Regions from separate parts of the Sus scrofa genome. Here region 2 is linked to region 1. A link is a contact called in public HiChIP or PLAC-seq data. All regions are on one chromosome and are shown on one strand. The core of a region is the stretch at or near the end of the contact, and the rest is flanking DNA. Distances in the headings are between cores, read along the strand shown.

Region 1 (7,000 bases), core at 1,566-4,065:
AGAAGGGCATAATCCCTGCCCTCACTGGGGCAGTGCTTAAAAGAGTAGGATGATAGGGTCCTCACAGGTGGCTGAGTCCAAAAGTCCTCTGCTAGGGAAACAGTCTGGGGATGGGGTGGGTGGGCACCAGGGCCCCCCAACCCTAGAGTATTCCTCCTTGGGGAAGGGGAGGAGAACCAGAGTTGTGCTCATTCCCAAACTGTCCCTGCCCAGATACACTGCTTCCCTCAGCAGCTTAGTTCTGCACTGCTTTTCTTGCTTGGACCACAACTTAAACTTTGCTCCAATAGAGAGCAGCCCATCCTGTTTCTGGCTCTATGAACGAGACATAGAGCAGTGCACTGGCTGCAGGCTGAGGCAAGGATCAGTCAAATGAACATTTTGCTCTGGAGCAGTGGGAGGGCAAGAGGCTGGGTCAGTTCTGCTGGTGGACAAATCCTCAGAGGTCAGACTTGTTCCCTGGGCCAGGTCCAGCAGCTGCTTTGTCCCAAGGGATTGTGACAAAGAAAAGCCTTGTGGTCTTTTTTTTTTAGGGCTGCAGCTGAGACATGTGGAAATTCCTAGGTAAGGTGTTGAGTTAGAGCTGTACATGCCAGCCTATACCACAGCCACAGCAATGCCAGATCTGAGCTGAGCTGCATCTGCAACCTACGCCACAGCTCATGGCAACGCTGGATCCTTAACCCACTCAATGAGGCCAGGGATCAAACCAGCATCCTCATGGATGCTAGTTGGGTTCATTACCACTAAGCCACAATGGGAACTCCTTTTTTTTTTTTTTTTTTTTTTTTTGGCTACACCCTCAGCATGCAGAAAGAAGTTCGCAGGCCAGGGATCGAGACCATGCCACAGCAGACCTGAGCCGCTGCACTGAACACTGGATCATTAACCCACTGAGCCACCAGGAAACTCTGCCCTGTGGTTCTTGTATAGGATTAAAATATATATGGAAAAAAAAATATATATGGAGGACCTTCCGAGGGAGCCAAGGGAATTGTGTTTGGAAGCTAAGGAGCCCCCCCAACCCTAGAGTATTTCTAGATCCTTGTGCAGGGTGATGCCTCAGCTCTTTTTCATCATGGATGTATGTGGCCAAAGGGAAGTCACTTGTGTTATCTTGTCATGTTCAGCAGACCCGACCTGAGAATTTTATACATGGGAAGTTTTCCAAGTGTGGGCCTCACTTCTCTGGGGGTATGAGGGACGATTTTAGTTGGTACATGAATCATATAATTTTAAGATTAAATTTTTATTTTTCTTCATGTATATTGGCAAAATATTACTAACATAGCAATCCTGAGATTTCATGGAAATTGTTACTGGGATAAGTATAAAGTGGGTAAAGTATTTAACAGTGATGCCATTTTATATACAAATGTTAAGTAGAGAGCAGGCCAGTTGGTATGAGACCATGGTAAAAATTATGTCAATGATCTGGGTAACTGTTGTATTTGGCTTAAACTTCTGGCCTTAAACACCTCTAAGGAATGGATAGTTTTTAGTCTTGTACAGAAATCTCAGACAAAAAGGCATTTGTCCTGGTTGCCACCCTGCCTTTCATGCAGCTCCCTGCCTCACATGCTCGTTCATTCTTTTTTTTTTTTTGGTCTTTTTGCCATTTCTTGGGCCACTTCTGTGGCATATGGAGGTTCCCAGGCTAGGGGTCGAATTGGAGCTGAGCTGCCAGCCTACGCCAGAGCCACAGCAACGTGGGATCCAAGCCGCGTCTGCGACCCACACCACAGCTCATGGCAACACCTGATCGTTAATCCACTGAGCAAGGGCAGGGATCGAACCGCAACCTCATGGTTCCTAGTCAGATTCGTTAACCACTGCGCCACGACGGGAACTCCATCGTTCATTCTTTATCCATTTAATTCAGTACGGTGTTGACTGAGGTCGATCTGTGTCGGGGTCTGCACCCTCAGCTGGAAAGCAGCCAGGACTAGGTGATGTGACAGGGCCCAGCAGAGGCTGGGGGAGCTCAGAGGAGAGGAGAGGGGACGCCCTCCTCCGCACCCAAGGGAAGGTGCATGGAAGCCCCCTCTGAGTCCTGGTTTCCCAGAGAAGACAGATGGTCCCTCACCATCTGTCTCCCCTTCCCTGGCCTTGGGTTCTGCCTTCTCCAGGGCCTGTCACTGACCTGAGAGATGAGCATTATTCTCTCAGCATTTGTTGGGTCTCTCTCCAGCTCTGCACGCACAAGCTCTCTAGGCCCCGTGAGTGCTGTATGAGTGCTTACCTGCCATCTCTGCTGACACTGTGCCTCTTTTGTTTGGGGGAAAAGCTGTGGGAAAGGCAGTGGCAAGAGCCCTAAATTTGGGCTCATTGATCACCTGGGTTGCATCTTCCCTTGGAATTGTGGGTCTTGAGCCAGTGTCTGAATCTCCAGGGCTAAATGGATGTCCTTTGTAAAGTGCTTTGCTGGGTCTGTGCACAGCAACTGCTCCTATTGTTATGTTTCCCTCAGCAAATTCACCCGCCCTACAGTTTACTCTTTCCTAGAAGGCCCACTTCTGTGTAAATGCAGTCTCTGAGAGCAGTGCATTTCAACGTGTTTTTGACTTTGAATTACAGGAAGAGATGGATTTTACATTGTAACTCACTCCACATGTGTAAGAGTTTCATGAAACAGTCCTTACTCCCTGTGATACACTTTTTTCCTCTCTTCTCTTTCCATAAAAAGATTGCCAATCCTTCATCACCCCTCTCCCTCTGCTATGATTGGGAAAAGGGAGAGGCTGTGTCTAACTGCCTGCCTGAAGCACTCCAGCCTTGGCCAAGATCCTGGAGGAGGGGCTCTGGAACTTGATGGCCTAGGTTGTCCTGCAGCGACCTCTGGTGGCAGCAGGGCCTTCCTGCAAGGCTGCCTGTAATCCCGCAGCATCGGAGTGGGTGCGGTAGATGTGTGTGTGGGGGGGTCCTTAGCTAGGTCACCTTCTAGGACTGGGTCAGGGGTGAGCTGCAGACATGCTGTGCCCCTGTTCAGACCAGCTGCTTCCTGTTGGCCTCCTGGAATGATGGCATGATCCTGGAACACTAGCTGCTCTTCTGGTCTTTGATGAAACCAAGGGTCTGACCTGCAGCAGGATACCTGGGGTGAGGGAAGTTATTAAACCTGATGTGGTTATTATGTTCCAGCACAGAATGACGTGTCCATTTCCAGCATGTTGGAGCCTCTTTATGAGCTTGAGGGCCCAGATGGCTGTGCTCTCAAACTTATTCTTATCTGTGTTTCTAGTCAAAAATCCACGGAACCCTCTGGTCATCAAAGAGGCCCACCCAAAGGCCAGGATCCAGCATGTGGCATTGCCATCCAAGCCAGCAGAGCCCCCAATGACAACTCTTCAGAGAGGTGGTAACCCAAGGCCCACCCCTGCTCCACGCTCCAGAGCCCCCAGACCCTCGGGCACCCCTGCTTGCCCAGGGCCTGGGCTGAGGTGAGCCTTGGGCTTTGCTCTCTCATGGGGTCTGTGGTGTGGGCCCCCCCTCAGGCAGCCCTGTCCCACCTGCCACCCCCTCAGCAGGCTTCATCAGACAGATGAGGTGCAGAGACAGATGTGAACAGAAGGGGCCTCAACTGGTGTCCACCCCAGGCTCCCAAGAAGAGACTGAGGTCCTTTGCTCCCAGTCAGGACAAACCTGCCCTCCCCTTTCTCACTCGTCCCCAAGCCCCTGTCACCAGGCTGGAGGGACTAGGTCTTCATCTTCCAATGATGGGCTGGTGTGGCTGCTGCTCTCCAGATGACTCCTGGCTGGCATTCGGGGCTGATGACTACTGGCTAGGAGCAGGGCTGGCTCTGGGCAAACCAAACAAGATTGCAAGTGGTGGAGCATGTGGCTTTTACCGTTTCCTGGCCTGCGCACCCCTCACATCTTCTGCTCTTCAGCAGCACGCCCCCATTCAGTTCTGAAGAGGACCCAGAGAAGGATGCCGTGTCTCGTGCATCTCTCCAGCCCACACAAGCTCCTTTGAGGACAGGGCCCTGGCTGGAGGATGACTGGGACTGGTGTGACACTGAGACCTCCAAGGGCAGTGCCCAGCTCTCTGGCAAGGGCTCAGGTGGTCTGTCTTCTGAATCAGGTGAGGAGGGTTTTCCTTTCTTTCTCCCTTCCTTCCTTCCTCCCGCCCTCCCTCTCTCTTTCTCTCTTTCTTTCTTTTTCTTTCTTTCTTTCTTTCTTTCTTTCTTTCTTTCTTTCTTTCTTTCTTTCTTTCTTTCTTTCTTTCTTTCTTTCTTTCTCTCTCTCTCTCTTTTTTCTTCCTTTCTTTTTCTCTCTTTCTCTCTTTTTCTCTCTTTCTCTCTTTTTCTCTCTTTCTCTCTTTCTTTTTCTCTCTTTCATTTTTATGCCTGCACCTCTGGCATATGAAAGCTTCTGGGTCAGGGATTGAATGTGAGCCATAGCTGTGACCTACACCACAACTGCAGCCATGCCGAATCTTTTAACCAACTGCACCTGACCAGGGATTGAACCCGTGCCTCTGTAGTGACCTGAGCTGCTGCAGTTGGTTTCTTAACCCTGTGAGCCACAGTGGGAACTCCTTATAAAACTCTTAAACGAGAGTTTTCTCTGGCTAGAAATGCAACTCACAGCTTCTGGCTTCAGTCACATTTCTAGGCAGAGGTTAAGGAATGTGGGACTTTGTCTTTCCCCAATCACTAAGTGGAAGCTCTGGGCTGCAAGCCCAGGTCTGTGCCATCTGCCAAGTCCAGGGTGTCCATGGATGTTGCAGTACTTCATCTTGTTCTGGGCCTGCTTGTTCATCCAATCCACCAGAACCAGATCTCCAGAGACGTACTGACGACCTGCCAGGTGGGATGATAGGGTGCATCTAGGAACCAGGATCAGGAGTCTGCGGACACCCTTCAGGCTCTGTCGCTTGCTCTCGGCATGTGGTTGGGTGAGGGGTTTTCGTCCCTTTGTTGTAAAATGAGGTGTCTGGAGTATTTGGACAAGATGACTGATGAGGGGGAGGAACTTAGTGCCTTAGCATAGTAGGCCCTTAGCAAATGTGAATGCAGGAGTCAAGGGCTGTTGTGGCTCTGGACCTCTGCTTTAGGCCCTCAGATCTCTGAAGGCTGGAAGGCCGTGGCTAGCTCCCTGCCTCTCCCTGGCCAGTCCTGAGGCCTGGACATCCACCTTGGTTTACCAGGTCACTGTAGTCCACTGATAATGTGGTCACCACTCAGGCCCCTTCCAGCACAGAGTTCACAGAAAGCACATCTGGCCTGCAGCCCTCCTGTGCTTATTAATTAATTAATTAATTAAATTTTTTTTGAGGGTTGCATCTGTGGCATATGGAAGTTCCCAGACTAGGGGTCAAATCAGAGCAGCAGCTGCCGGCCTACACCACAGCCATTGCAGTGCCAGATCTGAGCTGCATCTGTGACCCTGCTGCAGCTTGTGACAATGCCAGATCCTTACCCCACTGAGCAAGGTCAGGGATTGAACCCACATCCTCAAAGACACTGTGTTGAGTTCTTAACCTGCTGAGCCACACGTCAGTCTTGCAGTTCATGTACCAAATAAGCAGGTGTTTCTCCCCAGCCTTGTGTTGAGAGGGCAAGGCAGCTTCCTAAGCCTCTGTTTGCAGCCATGTCCTCAGGTGCACAGCACACTTCTAGGATGTTCAAAGCCTCTAGTCCTGGCATACATTAGCCTGGGCCTTCTCTTTCCCTGCCCCTCTTTTTTTGTGGTTTCCCCTCCTTCTTCCTCCTGATGCTTCTCCACACTCCCTGTATCCACCTTGGAGCTTAGATGTGACCGGTGAGGATGATGCATTTATATTCTGGGCTTTTCCCTCTGATTGCCTTCCAGGAACACTGGTGCAGTCGATAGTCAAAAACCTTGAGAAGCAGCTGGATGCTCCGGCCAAGAAGCCCGCTGGAGGGGTCAGCCTGTTCTTAACGCCCAAGGCTGGGCCACAGCAGACTGCTGTGTCAGGAAGGAAGCCTCAGGTAGGGTGGAGGACCTTGGAGCCCACCCTGCAATTCCCTAGAGGGCCAGCTTGGGTTGGGGGAAGACCTGGGTGGAGGGGGCAGGGGACTGAGAGATGGTCTAGCCAGTGTCAGCCTGGGGCTATTGTTACATTGCAGGTGACCTCGATGTTTCTCCTCTACCCCTGCACGGGTAGAGGGATGGACACTTTCCAGTGCTTGTTTTTGTGTCCTTGTTAACATTTAGAAGCCTGGTGCTTCATTAGAGGAACAACTGCTCAGTGGATTGTTTCTCCTGTCCATGCAAGCTGCTACTTCCTGCCTCTGATGGAACCCGGACCCAGTCTGTCTGGCTTCTTGCAGTGGCTACTCTTTTCTGGTTCCAGATCATCCCACAGTGGACCCCTCCCCCTTCCTTCACTCCCGAGGAGCCCAGCACTAGGATGTGTGCAGAGCAGACTGCCCCAAGGGTGGGGTGTTGGAGTGGCACCCCACGGCACATCAGAGTAGGCCACAACACACAATGCGGGTATTTAGACGAAATATTCAAGGTCATTCCTCATCACTGAGAATGTCTTGATGGCCTTGCCTCTCTTAGGCTCCAGCTGCCATCAGATTTAGAGCTCAGCCTTGAAGACCCTGAACCATTAGGTCGCCCTCCTCACCGCTGTGCCCCCTACTCCAAGTCAGGGAACAACTTCCATATTCTTGTTACTTTCTTTTTTCCTCTTTCCTTTTTTTCTTCTTTCCTTTTCTTTCTTTCTTTCTTTCTTTCTTTCTTTCTTTCTTTCTTTCTTTCTTTCTTTCTTTCTTTCTTTCTTTCTTTCTTTCTTCTTTCTCTCTCTCTCTCTCTCTCTCTCTCTCTCTCTCTCTCTCTCTCTCTTTCTTTTTGTCTTTGCCTTTTCTAGGGCCACTCCCGCGGCATATGGAGGTTCCCAGGCTAGGGGTCTAATAGGAACTGTAGCCACCGGCCTACACCAGAGCCACAGCAACAGGGGATCCAAGCTGCATCTGCCACCTACACCACAGCTCACGGCAACGCCAGATCCTTAACCCACTGAGCA
Region 2 (7,000 bases), core at 2,248-4,747, 38 kb before region 1:
TGGGGCAAGCTTCTTCACTTCTTTGTGGCTTAGATAGTAATAGCACCTCTTCAAAGGGTTGTGGTGAGGATTACATGAGAGTTATCCTTTTTTTTTTTTTTTTTTCCAGGGCCGTACCCAGGGCATATGGAAGTTCCCAGGCTAGGGGTTGAATCAGAACTATAGCTGTTGGCCTCCACCACAGCCACAGCAGCACGGGATCCAAGCTGTGTCTGTGACCTACACCACAGCTCACAGCAATGCTGGATCCTTAACCCACTGAGTGAGGCCAGGGATTGAACCTGCATCCTCCTATATACTAGTCGGATTTGTTTCTTTTTTTTTTTTTTGTCTTTTTGCTATTTCTTTGGGCCACTTCCGCGGCATATGGAGGTTCCCAGGCTAGGGGTCTAATCGGAGTTGTAGCCGCTGGCCTACACCAGAGCCACAGCAACGCGGGATCCGAGCTGCGTCTGCAACCTACACCACAGCTCACGGCAATGCCGGATTGTTAACCCACTGAGCAAGGGCAGGGACCGAACCCGCAACCTCATGGTTCCTAGTCGGATTCGTTAACCACTGCGCCACGATGGGAACTCCCGGATTCGTTTCTGATGAGCCATGATGGGAACTCCCTACCTGAGTTGTTCTTTATTATTTTTTTCTGCGGCATACAGAAGTTCCTGAGCTAGGGGTCGAATTGGACTGCAGCCTACGCCACAGCCACAGCAAAGCTGGATCCAAGCTGGATCTATAACCTATGCTGCAGCCTGCAGCAATGCCAGTTCTTTAACCCACTGAGTGAGGCTGGGGGTCTAACCCGAATCCTCATGGACACTATGCTGGGTTCTTAACCCGCTGAGCCACAACAGGAACTCTGAATTATTCTTTTAAAGTACTTAAAAACAGTGCATAAAAATAAATAGCCCAGCAATATGAAAGTGTGGACAGCAAGTAATGTAGTAGGTGGGAGGTGCAGCTAGAATGGTAGTTTGGAAACAGTTCGTAGAGGCCTTTAAATATCTTATTTGTATTGATGTTTATTTAATTTACAATATTATATTAGTTACAGGTGTACAATGCAGTGATTCAATGTTTTTATATATTAGAGAACAATCACAATAAGTCTAGTTACCATACAAGTTATTACAATATTATTGACTATATTCCCAATGCTGTACATGACATCTCAGTGACTTAGTCATTTTATAACTGAAAATTTATACCTCTTAATCTCCCTCACCTATTACACTTGTTGCTCCCCACCACTCGGCAGTCAGCAATTCTCAGTATCTATGAGTCTGTTTCTGTTTTGTTATTGTTCATTTGTTTTTTAGATTCTACGTATAAGTGAAATCATATAGTATTTGTATTTCTCTGATTTATTTCACTCACCATAATATCCTCTATTTTCATCAGTGTTGTTGCAAATGGCAAGATGTCATTATTTTTTAGGGCTGAGTTATACGTGTGTATGTGTATCTTCTTTATCCATTCATCTATTGATGGACGCTTAGGTTGCTTCCATATCTTGGCTATTGAAGGTAATGTTGCAATGAACATAGGGGTGCATATACCTTTTTGAATTAGTGCCTTTGTTCTCTTGAGAAAAATACCCAGAATTGGAAGTTCTGTTTTTTTTTTTTTTTTGTCTTTTAGGGCTGCACCCTCGGCATATGGAAGTTACCAGGCTAGGGCTCGAATCAGAGCTGTAGTCACCAGCCCTGTGCTACAGCCACAGCAGCACCAGATCCATGTTGCATCTGTGACTTACATCACAGCTCATTGCATCAGCGAAAACTTTAACCCACTAAATGAGGCCAGGGAGCAAACCTGCATCCTCATGGATACTAGTTGGGTTCATTTCCACTGAGCCACAGTGGAAACTCTAGCAGTTCTACTTTTAATGTTTTGAGGAACCTTCATACTGTTTTCCATAGAGCTATATTAATTTACGATCCTACCAACAGTTCACTATATCCTCTCTAACAATTGTTATTTCTTTTTGATAATAGCTATTCTGCCAAGTGTGAGGTGATATCTCATTGTGGTTTGATTTGCATTTATCTGATGATGAGTGATGTTGAGAATCTTTTCCCTCCTGGCCTGCAAAGTTTTGCTAAAAAGTCAGCTCATAGTCTTAGGGGACTATATATGTAACTAGTTGCTTGTATGTAACTAGTTGTTTCCTTGTATGTAACTAGTTGCTTTTCTCTTGCTGCTTTCCATAGTCTCTCCTTATCTTGAAACTTGCCATTTAAATTACACTATGTCTTCGTGTGGACCTCTTTGGGTTCATATTGTTGGGGACTCTTTGTCCTTGCTGGACCTGGATTTTCTTTCCCAGGCTAGAGATGTTTTTAGCTACTATTTCTTCAAATAAATTCTCTTCCCCTTTCTCTCTCTTTTCTCCTTCTGGGAGCCCCCTATAATGTGGATGTTGGTACACTTGATGTTGTCCCAGAGGTCCTTTAAACTGTCCTGATCATCTTCTTCTTTTTTTTTTTTTTTTTTTTTTTTTTTTTTTTTTTTGCTTTTTTGGTCCTTTTTAGGGCAGCATCTGTGGCATATGAGGGTTGCCAGGCTAGGGGTCTAATCGGAGCTATAGCTGCCAGCCTACGCCACAGCCACAGCAACGCCAGATTCGAGCTGCATCTGTGACCAACACCACAGCTCACTGCAATGCTGGATCCTTAACCCACTGAGCAAGGCCAGGGATTGAACCTCATGGTTCCTAGTTGGATTCGTTTCTGCTGCACCACCATGGGAACTCCTAAACTGTCCTCATCTTTAAAAAGTTTGCTTTTGGAGTTCTCGTTGTGGCTCAGTGGAAACAAATCTGACTCGTATCCATGAGGATGCAGGTTTGATCCCTGGCCTCACTCGGTGGGTTAAGAATCTGGCGTTGCCGTGAGCTGTGGTGTAGGTCACAGATGTGGCTAGGATCCTGAGTTGTTGTGGCTCTGGCATAGGCCAGCAGCTACAGCTCCGACTTGGCCCCTAGCCTGGGAGCCTCCATATGCTACAGGTGTGGCCCCAAAAAAGACAAAAAAAAAAAAAAAAAAAAAAAGAAAAAAAGTTTTCTTTCCTTTTCACCTTAAGTAATTTCTACCACTCTGTCTTCTGATTCCATCTAATCTACTGTTGATTTTTTCTAGTGTATTTTTTATTTCAGTTATTCTACTCCAGATCTGTTTGGTTCTTAGTATTTTTTTTACTTTTTGTTTAACTTCTCCCTGTGTTCATCCATCCTTCTACTGAGTTTGTGGAGCATTTTTATGATCATGACCTTGAACTTGTTATCGGCTATCTCCACTTAGTTCTTTTGGGATTTTGTCTTGTTCCTTCGTTTAAAACATAGTTCTCTGTCTTCTCATTTTGCCCAATTCTTTGTGTTTATTTCTATGTATTAAGTCAGTTTCATTTCCTGTTCTTGGAGAAATGGCCTTATGTAGGAGGTGTCCGATGGGGCTCAGCACCACACTCCCCTTTAGTCATCAGAGCTACATGCTCTCCGGGTGCTAGCTCTAGGGGCTATGTGGGCCCTTCTGTGTGGCTGGGCTGGCTACTGGGAGCCTGCTGGTGAGTGTGGCTGACTCTGTGGTGGCTGCCAGCCAGCCCCCCATTGCCCCTCCCCGGCCAACTGGGGAGGCAGAGCTTTTTCTTGGAGCAGCTAGCTGTGGAGTCCAGAGGGCCCCAGGGCTGGTGCCCCCTCTGTTATTCACAAGCCTTGCTGGCCTTCAAAGCCAGATGTTCTAGGAACTTATCCTCTCAGTGTAGGACCCCTGGGTTGGGGAGCCATAAGCTGGGGCTCAGACCACTTGCTCCTGGGGGAGAACCTCTGCAATTGTAATAATCCTCTTGTTTATGGGTCTCTCACCCAGGGGTGTGGGTCTTTTTAAAAAATTTATTTATTTATATTTAATTAACTTATATATTTGCTTTTTAGGGCTGTACCTGTGGCATATGGAGGAGGTTCCCAGGCCAGGGGTTGAATCAGAGCTACAGCTGCCAGCCTACACCACAGCCACAGCAATGCGGGGTCCAAGCTGTGTCTGTGACCTACACCACAGCTCATCACAATGCCAGATCCTTAACTCACCAATCGAGGCCAGGGATTGAACCCACAACCTCATGGTTCCTACTTGGATTTTTTTCCTCTGCTCTATGATGGGAACTCCGGGGTGTGAGTCTTGATTAATCTTTATCCCTACCCCCTTACCCACCTCATTATGGGTCCTTCTTTACATCTTTCAGTTGTGGAAAACCTTTTTTGCCAGTCCTCATTCTCATAAATAATTGGTCTGTAAACAGTTGTAATTTTGATGTGTCTTGGGAGGAAGTGAGCTAGTGTCTTCCTACCCTACTATGTTGGTCACTCCTACTTGAATTTGGAATTAGCCCAGGAGGAACACATAACATCCCTTCCCTTATGGCTGCAGCTCAGTGGTGGCTGCCCCTTGTAATCAGGTCCTGCGCTCCCCATTTTGCCCCAGTCCCTAACTCTCCCTACCCTAGCCCTTGCTATTGCAATGGTTCTGAATCAATTACTCTGGAGATCTGCATTTCTGGTGACTTTCCAGTTGATGCTGCTGCTGCTCAGTGATTGCACTTTGAGAATTGCCTAATTGTGTCTGGGAGACTAAGATGGGGAATCACTTGCCACTTATCCTCAAGCTTATACTGTGGTTACTTTTCTCCTTTCTTTCATTTTTCCTTTCCTTTCCTCTCTTCTCCTTTCCTTTTTTTTTTTCTTTTCTACCATGGCCTCAGCATGTGGAAGTTCCTAGGGTGGGGATTGACCCCACACCACAGCTCTAATCAGAGCCACAGCAGTGACACCACCAGATCCTTAACCCATTGAGCCACAAGGGAATTCCTTTGGTTTCTTTTATACCTGGCATGTTTCCCACATTTAATGCTACCTTTCTGGCCCTGGTGGAGTCTAGATTTGCAACTTCTAGTATAGTTATTGGAAGGCTAGGTCTAAAAGAGACAGATGGGCCTGTAAGGAAGAGATTTGGGAGTGGCTGAGGCTTAGCCTATAGCAGGCCTGTGGGAGTTGAAGCTGTGGGTATGTGTGAGCTCATCCCCAGGGAAAGGGTGCAGGGAGGATGGGTGGTGGGTTAACAGCAGACTATCATGGGGGAAGGGGGACACCCTGCCTTTAAGGAGGGGAGCAAAGATAGTATCTTTTCAAGGAGGAGGCTGGACAGAGATTCAAAGAGGTGAGTAGAGAGCCAAGAGGGTGGCTGATGGAACATTCTTAGCCTTATTATTAGAGAGAGAACTGTGGGCAAACATCTGAGGCCAAAGCTTAAATAGTTAAACAGTACGTTCTCAGGTGAGCTCCAGGTCTGTGGGCAGGCAGGAAGCAGGTGTCCCATTACCCTTGCCCACAGCACGCCTGGTAACCAGCTGTTGCTCCATGGCATGGTTTGTTGTGGCAGTTGTCTCTGAGGCTCCAGTGACATGGTTGCTGCTGAGCATGGTAAGCATCATGTCACTTGCCTTTTTTTTTTTTTTTTTTAAAATAATGTGACATGTTAAGGAAAATGTGCTGGTCTTTTCCTCATGGCCATGGTGGGGCTGCTTGTGGCTGGAAGGTTTTGTTTTTTGGAGTATGTGCTGGGAAGGAGTATCTGAGAAAGGGAAGCATGGGAACTGAAGTGGGAAAGGTGGGTCAGTGGTGTCCTGTGGCAGCTTCAAGACCAGGCTGAGGGGTTTGGACTTGGTTCTGTGGCAACAACGAGCCAAGGTACACTCCTAGAGGTGGGAGTGGGGGGCAGGTGTGTGGTTAATGCATCTCCATGGCCCCAGGGCTGATAGCTAGTCTGGCCAAGGTAGGCATGCTATAAACGGGACAGTGGTGAGTGAATGAATCAATGAATGAATTTGGTGGATAACAGATGATGATGTGATCAAAGTTTTAGGTTTAGGTCAAATAGCCCCCAGAATCAATGTTGGTTGGTTCAAAGTCCTCAAACTTTGGGAATCAGATTCACCTCCAATCGTACTTCAGTGCTGGCCTCCCTTCCTGGAGAAGATTACTTAACCTTTCCAGGCATCGGTTTCCTTGTTTGTAAAGTGAGAATAGTTATATGTGTTTGTAGGTTTGCATTTAGAGTTTGAGTCTGGCACAGAGGCCGGTTTTCTTACTGAGGGCCCTCCCCTTGCCTCTCTTCCAGTCTTTGCAGGGCCCTGGGGTGGTGGCACAGGCCTGTCACCTCCTATTGCTGCCTTTCTCAGATGAAGACAGCTCAGGGTCTTTCCAGGAGGCCTTCCTCTCTTTATAAACCCAGTCCCACTGTTTCTTCAAGGCCTTTCTGCTTCATCAGGTCAATGACCTTTCTCTTTTCTGACTTTCTGCCATACTTGAACATGTGAATCACATAATCTAAGAACGTGATTAAACAGGGTCACATGTAATTCTTGTTCGGTCAGATTCTAAATTCCTTAAGGACAGAAATTGTGCCCTTAAAAAATTATAAAAGTAATGGGTGACAATGTAAAGAACTGAAGAGTATAGAAGGTGGAGAGTGGAAAATAAAGTCCTCTAACTACCATTCCTACTTCCCACGTGTAACCATTGCTAGCAGTTTGTTTATTTTTCTAGAAATAGTGTATGCATATGAAATAATACAGGTAATGAATCATATGTAGGAATAATACATTAGTATATTTAATTATAATTATATATGAAAAACAAATGAAACATTTATATATACACATATATATACATATGTTATACACGTGTATTATTATCATCATTGGTCTATGTAAGGCCTATTTATCTATCCATCTTCTACCTATGCACCATCTATTTTGTTTATTATTTTATTCATTTATTTATCACCATTTTACATTCCCATTTCTCTTCTCCCTTATAGGCAGTCATTTTAATGTGAGATCTATATACACACACATATATATGTGAGATATATACATCTTTACTTTTGCAAACTATTATTAAATGTAATTATGCTAATACATCATTTAAACATAAATGGATATATATGTG

The links. HiChIP or PLAC-seq counts read pairs in DNA pulled down with a chosen protein or histone mark.
Region 2: a contact with region 1 is called in an H3K27ac HiChIP or PLAC-seq map of alveolar macrophages. The contact joins two enhancer-like sites. A contact is called at or near these places in 2 of 5 promoter capture datasets (fetal skeletal muscle and liver), 18 of 47 Hi-C or Micro-C datasets (alveolar macrophages, embryonic fibroblasts, epiblast stem cells and 10 more) and 2 of 2 datasets of contacts at active chromatin or transcription factors (alveolar macrophages and skeletal muscle).

The regions. Positions count from the first base shown.
Region 1 is chr13:78,864,741-78,871,740 of Sscrofa11.1, reverse strand. DZIP1L (zinc finger protein DZIP1L) reads left to right here. Exons shown (of 15, transcript XM_021069498.1): 12 at 3,242-3,440; 13 at 3,891-4,084; 14 at 5,818-5,957. Among named protein-coding and RNA genes, the nearest start is that of DZIP1L, 48 kb to the left of the region's middle. Within about 2 kb of position 2,815, at least 9 of the 83 cell types and tissues checked have an H3K27ac peak or open chromatin away from gene starts, as enhancers often do. A contact at or near this core is called in alveolar macrophages, where this site is marked.
Region 2 is chr13:78,903,333-78,910,332 of Sscrofa11.1, reverse strand. All of the region lies in intron 3 of DZIP1L (zinc finger protein DZIP1L), which reads left to right. Among named protein-coding and RNA genes, the nearest start is that of DZIP1L, 9.8 kb to the left of the region's middle. Within about 2 kb of position 3,497, at least 2 of the 83 cell types and tissues checked have an H3K27ac peak or open chromatin away from gene starts, as enhancers often do. A contact at or near this core is called in alveolar macrophages, where this site is marked.